Linked DNA regions of Zea mays: regions 2 and 3 are each linked to region 1. A link is a contact called in public Hi-C data. All regions are on one chromosome and are shown on one strand. Each heading gives the region's core, a stretch centred on a gene start, on an enhancer-like site or on the middle of the called end of the contact. The rest is flanking DNA. Distances are from core to core; before and after follow the strand shown.

Region 1 (3,784 bases), core at 881-3,380:
TGCTTTTTGTCTTGACTGAATTTAATTGTTTTTGTCTTTCTTCTTGATTATTATGCCTTACTTTAATTTATATATTGAATTTTAAGTATATTTTCCAAATATAGTTTAGACACAGTTCTCACGTACCTATAAACAAACTCACTCGTATTCTAAGCTACTCTTCTAAGGTATTTTTAGTAGTATTACTTATCTCATCTTCTATTTCAAATCCAACTTTATAAACAATACGGTTTGTCATTGTTTGTATTTGTATGACTATATACGGTATTCTAGCCACAGCCTAACAGCAACTCCAAGAGACTAGCTAAATCATTTTGTAAAAGTAAATTTGGCTATTATTAGAAGGAAAAAATATTTTCACTATACTTTGTAAATGGCCCTTTCAAATTTAATAACTCTCTATCCCTATATATTTGTTCTTTATTTTTGGATAGCCTGATTTAGTATGTGTTTGGTTTGATGTCAAAGTAGTATGAGGCGGGGGCGGCATCGTCCACTCGATATTTTGGAAAACACGCCGCCACCAAAAATTGCTCTTGTGTTCACCTTATTTCCGTGTGACTCTCATCCAAACATCATAAAAATGTAGTTGTCTCCTTCCTTCCCTCATCTACATCCAACCAAACACACTTTTACTTTTCATACAGAGTTCTGAATTTATCGAGCATGTTGAACTAATCTACTCTTTTTAAAAAACATTTAGAGAATAACTAAATTAATCAATTTAGCTATTTTTTTGCTAATCGCCTAAAAAGTCTAATCCGACACATCTCAAAGTAATGGGAACCTCGAGGTGAACAGGCATGTCGCCTTGTGTCATTGAATCCTAGTGTTATTTTTCCTCGCCGATTACAATTATAGGACGCGAACATGAGACAGAGGGCATGTTTGTAAGTTTTTTTTTTTTTGAGAATCTAGATTCCTCGAGAATATGGATAAGACAGAGGCCACATTTGGTTCATTTTTTCGAACAAGTTTTCCTGAGAATCTGGATTCCCGAAGAATATGGTTATGCGGAGAATCTGGATATCATGAGGCTTATATGCGGAGGAAGATGAAAACATCCACAGGATTTAGGATTTAGAAAGTGAAGAAACTTAGACTCGTCGGTTTCTAGATCCTGAACCCTTTGCACCGCTTTATCTTCCTCCGCATGTAATCCCCACGATATTTAGATTATTTCCACAACCAGATTCTCAGAAAAGCTGGTAAAAATATTGAACCACGCATACCCATATGTTCTAGGCTTCTAGCATGATCAGTTTATATTTTTCGCAGACATACACTTTGGATATACCGTATGTAGAATTACTTGTTTTCACTCATACAGAGCAAACCTACATGATCTTAAAATTCTCTAGAAGCCTGGCATATAGCTCTTCTAGTTTTCTAACAAATGGTATTAACATTATTCAAGAGGTATTTCATATTATCAATTGGTATCATTCAATTTAATACATGTCAAAGTTTAAAATATAGATGACTTGCTCCTAAATATCACCTATGAGTAATGCTCACACTCATGTGATATTATCCTATAAGTTGTATCCTGAAATTAAAAGTTCCAAGTACATGTCTCATACAAGTATTCAAAACTTGTATGCACACTTTTAGAGAAAAGTCACTCTGTAAGTTAGTATCTTTGAGACTAACACTGGGGAGATGCGCATCCAGTGATACGAGGTTACCTAAACAATTAGGTCTAACCTAGACACAACATGAAACGAAAAAAATCGACGGATCAACCACCGAAGACCGCAATGCACAACAGATCTTCATCTTTCTCTGGAGAATCTAAGCCGCAACATACTCCGAAGAATCTAATGCGTACAGCCGCAACAGACGCATTCACGGTCCCTAGGGAGGGGATACCCTGCGGATCGACGACGGTGAGTCACAAAATTCAACAGATCCGCGTCTACCGACAAGCAGCGGACGCTCGGAAGCCAGAAATGGACGCGGATCTCAACCTTGCGGCTAGATTCGGGCGCTTACGGCGCAAATCAGGACATGGAAGCGAGACAACGAACCGAGGGTTGAGCGGGCAAAGGAAAGGGCCTTACCGAGAGGCAGCGGCGAGGAGATGGAGGGCGACCGGCGGCGAGGTCGGTGGGACTGCGGCTGCTCCGGATCTCTCTCGCTTCTGCGCTCGAAAATGGAGAACTGCGGCTGGTTTTGTATTGAAGAGGGATCGGTGGTCCCAGTACCCGGGGACGGATGGGCCCAACACCTCCAGCAGGCCGTCCGATCTCGCCACTGACGGTGGAGATGGCCCCGGGCGCCCGCGTCAAGGAGACGCTCGATACTCGGAAACGCATAATGGTTTTCCTTTTTCGTTTTCGAAAAAAATTGTTACCGCTTCATGGGTGCAACAACAGATACAAAGAAGCTGAGATCTCCAGACATGAAAATAATCAAACAGTTCAGACTGAGCATATTGGCTATGCTACGATGGCAAATTTTGTCTACAAATTAAACATCTTATTAACAGTGTAAGAACTTCTGGATATATGCACCCTGTAGCACAATAACTGAGTTAAGCTCCCACTACCATGATTGAGCCATTTATGAACTTCAAAATTCTAAACATTATGGCTCTGTTTGGTTCCTTTAGTCACTAGATTAAATTTTAATGACTAAAGTTTAGTCGCTAAAGTACTCTGTTTGGTTCCAGTGACTAAACCGGACTAATGAGCATTAATTGCTGTGAATAATGACTGTTTTACCTCTATTAATTAATGGATGTTTGCTATAAGAAGAAAGTTGAGAGGGCAAATAAGGTAAAAATATTACTTTAGTCCCTTTTAGTCACCCCTTGGTGACTAAAGAACTAAAGTTTAGTCACCACATTTTAGTCACCATGTTTGTTTCTTTAGGGACTAAAAGTAACTAAAATTTAGTCACTAAATTTTAGTCACCCCTAACCAAACGGGGCCTATGTCATCATCTGAATGGAAGTGCTAATAACTTCGCCTTCAAAATGTTTATTCGTTCACCCAGAGCAAACACTGAAGGACGGGTTTTCATAGGTTCTTTTCCAATGGAGAAAATGAAGCCTGTGCTTCTGGTTTCAACACCAAGCAAATCAGTGGAAGTTGCTATGTCCATCTGTAGTTTCTCCTATGCTTGTATGTAAGCCCGGAAATGTGCACTTACACCTGAAAATTGGTAGGAATAGCAAAAAAAACTAAAAATCGTCAAACAACTAATTAAAAAACGTCAAATAACTAAAGTTGGTCACACACACGTCTAGATCTTTTATTGTTATCTTTTCTGCTACATAGTAGCAGATTTACAAAGTGAAATTAGAACAACATTGACATATATGAAGGTTAGTGCCAGAAAACTAAACAAATCTGTACAACATATTAAGAGAGCAAGAGTAGTCTGCCTCCCTCGTTCTGCCGTTCTGCCATCCATGTATCTGGACCGTCCATATCGCATCGTGTGTCTGCATCTCCCACGCTCCATCCTTCTCCACCGCGCGACCACCCAATCCCTAACCTCCCCCCGCACGTTCCTCTCTGCCACGTTGCTCGCCCCTTGCCTCCACCGCCGACGCGACCTCTCTCCGCCTCCCCTCCTCCCTTTGCCTCCACCGCCCCTCCCCCAACGTCATCGCCACCGCCGCGCCACTCGCTCCCACGGGATCCAGATCCGGTGGCTGCCTCCATCGTCGTCCATCGCGGGTCGCGCGGCCGAGGTGGAGGTGAGGACTGAGGAGAACTTCCCTTCCCGTCTATTCGGTTTCTCTTCTCGTTGACTCTGCTCTGTTCGTTCGACA
Region 2 (4,384 bases), core at 372-2,871, 190 kb after region 1:
CGCGCGGCCTTCGGCTCGATGGGGCTTCTTTCGTGCATGAGCGGCAAGAGCGAGGCCGCCGCTTCTGATCCTGGGCCTCGCGGCGAGGGGGGCGGACCTATGCGGGGTCGGTTGCAGTGTGTGGGGGGGAAGAAGGGGTGCAGTCGCGGACCTGCGGTGCGGGTGGCACGCGAACGCGTCGGGCTGGACGTCGAGTGGCGCCCCAGCTTTAGCGGCGCCTACAGCAAAACAGCCATCCACCAGCTCTGTGTCGGGCGCCGCTGCCTCATCTTCCAGCTTCTTCACGCCGACTACGTCCCCAACACGCTGGATGAGTTCCTCAGCGACCCGGACTACACATTCGTCGGTGTGGGCTCGAGAACGACTACGACCTGGAGGTGGCGAACGCGGGGGACCTGGCCGAACTCGTGGCGAAGGAGATGGGGCGCCCGGACCTCCGCAACGCGGGCCTGCAGGGCATCGCGAGAGCCGTCATGGACGCCCACGTCGAGAAGCCGCAGCGGGCTGGAGGTGGCGAACGCGGAGGACCTGGCCGAACTCGCGGCGAAGGAGATGGGGCGCCCGGACCTGGCCGAACTCGCGGCGAAGGAGATGGGGCGCCCGGACCTCCGCAACACGGGCCTGTAGGGCATCGCGAGAGCCGTCATGGATGCCCACGTCGAGAAGCCGCAACGGGTGAGGACGGCCCCCTCGGACGCGTCATCCCTCTCCGACGAGCAGATCGAGTAGGGTTCGCGCAGGGGTGAGGTGTGAACGCCCTCCTCAGCTTCTTGCGCAGGCGGCGGCGGCGGGGTTCGCGAGGGCTGGCTTGCGGGCGTGAGATCGATTCGGTAGCGGAGGTTTCGCGGCGTGCGGGCTTGAGGGGTGCGAGATTCGCGGCGGATGCGGAGGACAGGCGGGCGTGCGGAGGTTTCGCGCGGGGCTGTGCGTTGGGCAGGGGCGGGGGCAGTCTACAATGGCTTCTTAATAGTTGTAGAGATTGTAGACCGTCAAACGCTCCAGTTTTTTAGTTAACTTCTATAAGAATCACTTTGGTAAAAACCATAAAAAATAAACATGAATACAAAATCGGTCGAATTATCACGATAGTAGGAATCCGTCGCTTTCTAGATCTTAAACCCTTTAGACCACTTTATCTTTCTCTGCACGTAATCTCCACGATACTCAAATTCTTTCCATAACTAGATTCTCTTCACAGTTAAATTCTCAGAAAAACTGGTCAGAAGAAAGATAAAACAGACCCATCACATGGGCGAGTCATTAGGCTCCCGGCGGAGCACATGGTCATAACATTTTTTAAGTTATCTTTTGATATCTAATATTTATTTTTAAGGGATAGTTTGGAAACCCTAATTTTTAAGAAATTTTTAAATTTCTAAAAAATAATTTATTTTCACTTTATAAAATAGAAATCCTTTAAAAAAAATAAAGTTTCTAAACTAACTCTAAAACAAAGTATCCAGCATACAATAAATTATGTGATGATCTATCAAAATGTTAACAAAATAAAAATAAAAAATAATAGTACGGACTTTTATTTGTGGCCCAAGCCTATAAATTCAGCACAAACTCAAGTCAAGTCCCACGAGACCACACGTTTCTTTACCCTAACCTTTTCACCGCTCGAGCCAAGGGACACAGCCGCCGCCGTTTCTTCATCTCCCATCTTCATAGTCGCGCTAGGCACACAGGCGTCGGCGGCGGCGCTCAGGCTCGGGATCTCAGCTACAGCGTCAGCGGCTTCCTCTCCCGCCTCTCGCCAGTCGTCTCGCGCCCTCGCTTCCGATCCTCCGCACACCGGCCGGTGACCCTGCGTGCGTGCCTCTCTCTCTCTCCTCCCGCCACCGGTGGATTATCAACGGCGCTCGGCCCCGGCGGTTGCGCCGCGCGCGGTCTGAGGGCAGCGGGAGCTAGCAGCCGCTGCTCCACCAAGGCGGTCGCGCCGCTTTGGGAGCGGTTATGCCAAGCGTTACCCGTCCTCTTAGCGCTGAAGCGTGCGCTTAGTGCCGCTTTTCGGACCCTGGTTCTTTCCCTCAGTTGTTTTTTAATTCCTTTTTTATCCTTATTTGTCCACTTCTACAAGATGCATTTGTGCTTGTGGTTCTTGTGAGGAATAACTATTGTGCAACGCATTAATTTGTTTATTCTCCTTCAGAAATGGCAGGGCAAGCAGGGAACCCAGTAAACCACCCTATAAGTCCCCACGTGGTAATCTATATTCTCATGTGTCCTGTGTTTCAATTCATTGCATGAGATCCTTACAAATATTGCTGGATGTTATTTTTGTTGTTTATAGATAAGTGGCGCTTTCGTTCAGCAATATTACCACATTTTACACGAACAACCAGATCAAGTGCACAAGTTTTACCAAGATTCAAGTATTCTTGGTCGACCAGATTCCAATGGAATTATGGCATATGTAACCACTATGCGTGTAAGTTCACATATGGAGATTTATGGTCTTATTCATACAATAGGCGTGTTATCTGAAGTTGAGATTAACTCTTGGAACCACTTTTTTTTCTGTGCAGGATATTAATGAAAAAATCATGTCTATGGACTTCAGGAACTGCTTAACAGAGATAGAGACTGCAGATGCACAATTATCTCACAAGGATGGGGTGCTCATTGTTGTTACTGGTTCCTTGACTTCGGATGAAGGCGTTTTCCGTAGGTTTACCCAGTCATTCTTCCTAGCACCACAAGAAAGTGGTGGCTATTTTGTTCTCACTGATGTATTTAGATTTATTTCGGAAAGGAAACCAGCTGAGATAAATCAAGTTGCTACTCAAGAAAATGAAATCAGTCAGAATGTTAGACCTGCATCTGAAACATGTTCAGCACTACCAGAACCTATTCCAGCTGATGGGAGTGTGATCTCAGACCATGTGACAGCTGATAGTAATGTCACGGAGAAGCAAATAAGTGATCTTTCTGCTAATGGGACTGCCATTGAAAGTAATGATAATACCCAGCCACCTGTGCAAGTGCCCAAAGAGGATCCAAAGAAGGCCCTACTTGTTGCTCCTCCCCCTCCAACTCAGATGGATGTTACTAAGAAATCTTATGCATCCATTGTGAGTCATTTAACATTCTGTTTGATTTATTGTTTTACAAAGCTTTCTGCTTTATTAGCTCACATGCCTCATGATTATGTTCTTAGTTTACTGTAGAAGTGATCTGGTTGATATCACTATACAGATTTTTAGTTTGCTTATTAATTATGTACCTATGACGGCTTGCTTCACAGGTCAAGGTCATGAAGGAGGGCCCACCAACTCCAGTTGTCAAAACAACATCGTCAGTTTCCAAACAGAAGCCAGCTCCTAAACCAGTGTCCACGGCTGTCGAAGGCCTAGAGAAACCATCTGAGAAACCTACCCAGGCTATTGGAACCGGTGATGGGATTGTTGCCCAAAACAACTCTTCTCGCAATGGTTTGTTTGGTTTCCTATTATTATTATTTCTTTTAGCATTATTAGCAATCTTGTCACTGTATTGACTTACCCTGCAGAGCAAGGCTATTCAATTTTCATCAAGAATTTGCCTTTCCATGCCAATATTGAAATGGTTGAGGAGGAATTTAAGAAATTTGGTACTATAAAGCCAGGTGGTGTTCAAGTCCGGCACAATAAGGTTAGGGATTTTGGTTTTGGGTTCTTCTATCTGTGATATTTGGTTTATTCATATCACATTGGTACAGGTTGATCGATTTGGTTTTGGTTTTGTTGAGTACGAGTCCCAGCAGTCTATGCAAGCAGCAATTGAGGTTAGTCTTTTATTATTTATTCTTTCAGTCACTGATACTCTGTAGGTGTAGTAATTAGTTTCCTTTCTGGATCTTGTTGTACATGACTGGTTTTCTTTCTGTACTAAAGAATCCTTTTTGCCTTATCATGGATTTCTTTGTGGTTTTGAAATTTGTTAGCATCTAAAGTACATGAATACTGGGATTCACTGTTCTTGTATGAATCTACTATCTGTGGATGTTTCAGCTGGATATATGATTTCTAATGATTGATATTTCAGTCTTTCTATTGACTGCTGAATCCCTTTCTGCCTGATAACTGCTGGTGTTGTTTGTGATATTTTAACCTGATATCTGTTTGATAGTGTATGTAACAATCTGAGGCCAAGTTATGATTCTTATTTTCACCCAGGCATCTCCGATTCGTATGGCGGACAAAGAAGTCGGCATTGAGGCGAAAAGAGCCAATTCACGAGGTAAGCGTAACTGATTTGAGTGCAGTAAACAGCACAATTTCCCATTTGTTGTGCTGGGCGTTTTAAACACTTTGTCGGTATTGTTTGATTTATGCAATGTAGTCATTGGACTCTTGACTCTGTACAATGGTGTAGGTGGCCGTTTCCAATCTGGCAGGGG
Region 3 (3,790 bases), core at 823-3,322, 220 kb after region 1:
CATCCTTCACAATATTCTGGCACTAGGTCTATGAGGAGGTTGTTCTTTTGAGCAGAGATTATCATTTTTTTAAAAAAAATATCTATATTAAATAAAAAGGGAAAGTGGATCTTATTATCTTACCCCTTTTCTAAATTTTGAAGTAGGGACCATAGATGTTCTAGACTTTCACACTAAGGGTTCCCGAGATCATCAGTTCATCACCAAATTGATTCACTCACACAAATGCTTGTGAGAACCTCTTTGTTCAAGACAAGAGAAAAGGAAATCCCAAATAAGTTTATCATAGGCTTTCTCAAAGTCCACTTTGAGCACTAGACCATCTTTCTTTTCACTCTAGTGTTATGCATGATTTCATGCATAGCCATTATTCTATCCAAAATAAACTGGTTATACGTCTATGATGAGACTCGCTTTGTCATCGCTACACAAACAAAGAACTCCAACTTGATCCAACATGATAAAAAAAGTTGGACCACCATGATAAAACACAGTAAAAACAAATCACTTTACTAAATAAGTTTAGAAGTGTCACCTTCACCACCAGCAGCAGCAGCACCAACAGAAAATTTTAGTCCCAAGCAAGTTGGGACAGGATAGAGTTAAAACCCAACAAAATCCACAAATCAAGGTTCGGGCACATGGATAGCATATAGTCGTTTTCCACAAGTCAAGTGTCACCTTCACCATCCAAAGAAAATTAAATCCACTGAAACAGCTGGTCATCTCGTTACAGTATAACCTAGTGAACTTTGCCACTGTTTGTTTCAGCTTTTTGGAGCTTCTGGCCACCAAAAGCTGCTGCGGACTGCCAAACGCTTAGCTTTTCAGTCAGCTTATATAAAATTCGTTTGGGTAAAAATCATTTAAAATCAACATAAACATATAATCGGTTGAGTCGTTGCAATAGTAGGAATCCATCACTTTCTAGATCCTGAGTCTTATGGACACCTTTATCTTCCTCCGCACGTAATCCTAATGATACTCAGATTCTCTATACAGCCAGATTCTCCGCACAGCTAGATTTTCAGAAAAGCTGGTCAGAAAAAAGTTGAACCAAACAAGCCCTTTGAAGGGTTATTCAACATGGCATTCACAAGGGTCAATGTCTGCAACTAAAAAAAGCAATGCAAGAACAAATGGGCACGAAGGGTCTGTTTGGTTGCAAGCTCAGCCGTCCGATTTCCTGTGCCTGGGTGCAGATGAATGTCTGGCTCCTGAGTTGCATTGCATGGCAGGACATGAACCAAAAAGGCCAAATCCTTTGTTCAGAAGGCTATGCTGTGTCTGGTCCATCCTCCATGCACCTTTGGAGGGCCTCTCTGGAATATTATTGTTCAAGTGCGTGCGGCCGGACTACTGCATATCAATTTTTGGAAACTTTTTTATAGACTTCTAGGGACCCTCTATGTAGTTGTAACAGAGTGTAGAAATTTTCCTAGACATGGCAATTAATATGCTAATGAACCTGTTAAGAAAAATGGGGTACCTATCCTCAATTTGGTCGGTCTGGGAGGAACTACTCACCAATCAATCGGACCCGCTCGATTCCAGAGCCAAACGACACTATGCACATCGATCGATTACCCTCTGTAGTCTCCTCCGTGCGCCGTTGTATTGTACCATATACTTTCATGTAGCAGGTGCTGCCTCAGCTAAAGATCGGATAGACTGGCCCCACTTCCCCCCTCGATCCCCCCACGAACCGGACCTACCAATTTCGCAACTTCGCTCAAAACACAACCTGAGTCCATCACGAGATCTCTCAGCGTTTACCTCCGTGATGACGGAGACCGCATCATCCTCGATCAAGCCCGCGACATCAGGGCCCCCCGCCATCTCTTCTGGGACCGAACTCCAGCCGCCCTGCCGACTGCCGAGATACCTCCACGCCTGTGCCGCACCTCAGGGATTACGTGGATGGAGCACCAAGGCGCGCCGCGATGCAGAGGCACGAGGGCCGCGGCGATGGCTGCCTGGTTGGCACTGATACGCGTTACGAGAGGAAAGATGCGACGCGAGGGGATAGGATAGGTAGTTCGGTACGCTAGATAGAGTGAAAAACTATCTTACTTAGGGGGTGTTTGGTTTCTAAGGACTAATTTTTAGTCCCTAGATTTTATTCAAATTTAGTTACAAAATTATCAAATATAGAAACTATAACTCTATTTTAGTTTCTATATTTGTCAATTTATATATTAAAATGGAACAAATTGAAGGGACTAAACATTAGTCCCTAGAAACCAAACACCCCCTTACTTAAAATGGTACGATCATTCACTCTTCACCTTATAGAGCTGATTTGGTGGTTAGGGATCCCTAAGGGATCCATGGGGGAGGAATCCCCTCGCAATTCAATTTTGAATAGCAAGAGGATTTCTTCCCCTCGGGATCCCCGGTCACCAAATCAGCCCATACGGGTATAGATATAACAAACGTAGCCATGTTACAACCGTACATTGTACTGTACAACAATATAAGCGACACATAGTTTTACTCGTTAAAAATGCATTTATACATACTATAATTAAACTCTGTATTGCCTAGAGAAGCACTACTCAGCTCATATATGCATACTCTAGCTCATATAGGTATAATAGACTTTAGTGCGAGCATGAGAAAAAATGAAGAGAATGTGAGTGACTCAACCTTCCTGCTCATTTTGTGCGAGGTGACTAGTTGAGGGATTAAATGACTAAAGTTTAGTCTCTATCCTATTTGGTTGCAGAGACTAGACATATTTAAAACATATTAAATGACTTATAAAAAGACTAAAATATTTCTTAACATTCTTTTGCTACTAGTGCAATTGAAAAAATAGAGGTAAAGGATAAAATTAATATGGTTGAATCCTTTTTAGTCACACTTTGAGGGATTAGTGACTAAAACAGTTTAGTTCTTGTTTTAGTTCCACCGTTTTAACTATTTAGGGAGAGACTAAAATAAAGAGATTAATATTTAGTCCCTCAAACCAAAACCAAATGGGTCTAACGCCACTCTATTCTCTATTGCTATAATTCTGCATAAAGACGTTATGTCACATCTACGAGCGAGCGTTGTTTGATTTTTATTGCTTAGCAATTTGATGCGTTTGATTATTAAATATATAATTTGAACCACCGGCTAACACTTAAGTAGAATAACTTGTGCTTAGCAGTTTTGTCTTATGTAGTTTTATTTTTAATAATGAAGCTATTACTTCTAAAATTTAAAAAAAAAATAGGACAAACATAATATCTAATTGTCAATTTTTTTGAAGAATTTTATAACTTTTAGATACCACTACATGACAAAAAACAGAAAAAGATAAAACTGTATCATTTAAATCAGTATCATGTCATCAAAACCATCAAAAAATTATTTTTTTGTTATTTTTTTGGTTTTATAAAATGAGGAGGTTAAACAATCAATTTTAAAGATGGGGTGATGAAGTAGACTACCCTCTAAAAGTTCGAGAGGTTATATAGAGCTTTTCCATTTAATATGGGCTATATATTTGTTTTGATATATTTATTTTTTATGGGTATTTTTTTGTAGGGAGACTACATCAAAGATTAGACTATCTTCAGCAACTTATACATTCTATTTTTTTTTATCACATATCATATGTGTTTTAAGTATGTGTTTTAAGTGACTATATATAAGTAACTTACGGGTCATGGTCTTTCCAGACCCTCACATGTCGCTCATCCGTTACACTGTTAGTATGACCTAACCTACTCCTACCAATATGATTTTGTCGCTCATCCGTTACACTGTTAGTAGGACCTAACCTACTCCAACCAATATG

The links. Hi-C and Micro-C count contacts between places; a contact is called where the count stands out from the background.
Region 2: a Hi-C map of tassel shows a contact between it and region 1, with 2.0 times the contacts expected there. The contact joins the promoter of LOC100382436 here to the promoter of LOC103639049 in region 1. A contact is called at or near these places in 2 of 25 Hi-C or Micro-C datasets (endosperm and tassel).
Region 3: a Hi-C map of leaf shows a contact between it and region 1, with 8 times the contacts expected there. The contact joins the promoter of LOC100276042 here to the promoter of LOC103639049 in region 1. A contact is called at or near these places in 6 of 25 Hi-C or Micro-C datasets (bundle sheath, ear, leaf and 1 more) and 1 of 3 datasets of contacts at active chromatin or transcription factors (seedling).

The regions. Positions count from the first base shown.
Region 1 is chr9:129,109,890-129,113,673 of Zm-B73-REFERENCE-NAM-5.0, forward strand. It overlaps LOC103639049 (vacuolar protein sorting-associated protein 52 A), which reads right to left and starts at 2,131. Exons shown (of 20, transcript NM_001358890.1): 1 at 2,064-2,131.
Region 2 is chr9:129,297,344-129,301,727 of Zm-B73-REFERENCE-NAM-5.0, forward strand. It overlaps LOC100382436 (Nuclear transport factor 2 (NTF2) family protein with RNA binding (RRM-RBD-RNP motifs) domain), which reads left to right and starts at 1,622. Exons shown (of 9, transcript NM_001175178.1): 1 at 1,622-1,814; 2 at 2,156-2,208; 3 at 2,297-2,434; 4 at 2,532-3,077; 5 at 3,251-3,437; 6 at 3,515-3,636; 7 at 3,704-3,769; 8 at 4,161-4,224; 9 at 4,360-4,384. The coding sequence starts at 2,158. It also overlaps the pseudogene LOC103640277.
Region 3 is chr9:129,333,424-129,337,213 of Zm-B73-REFERENCE-NAM-5.0, forward strand. LOC100276042 reads right to left here and starts at 2,073. Exons shown (of 4, transcript NM_001412696.1): 1 at 1,777-2,073. The coding sequence starts at 1,839.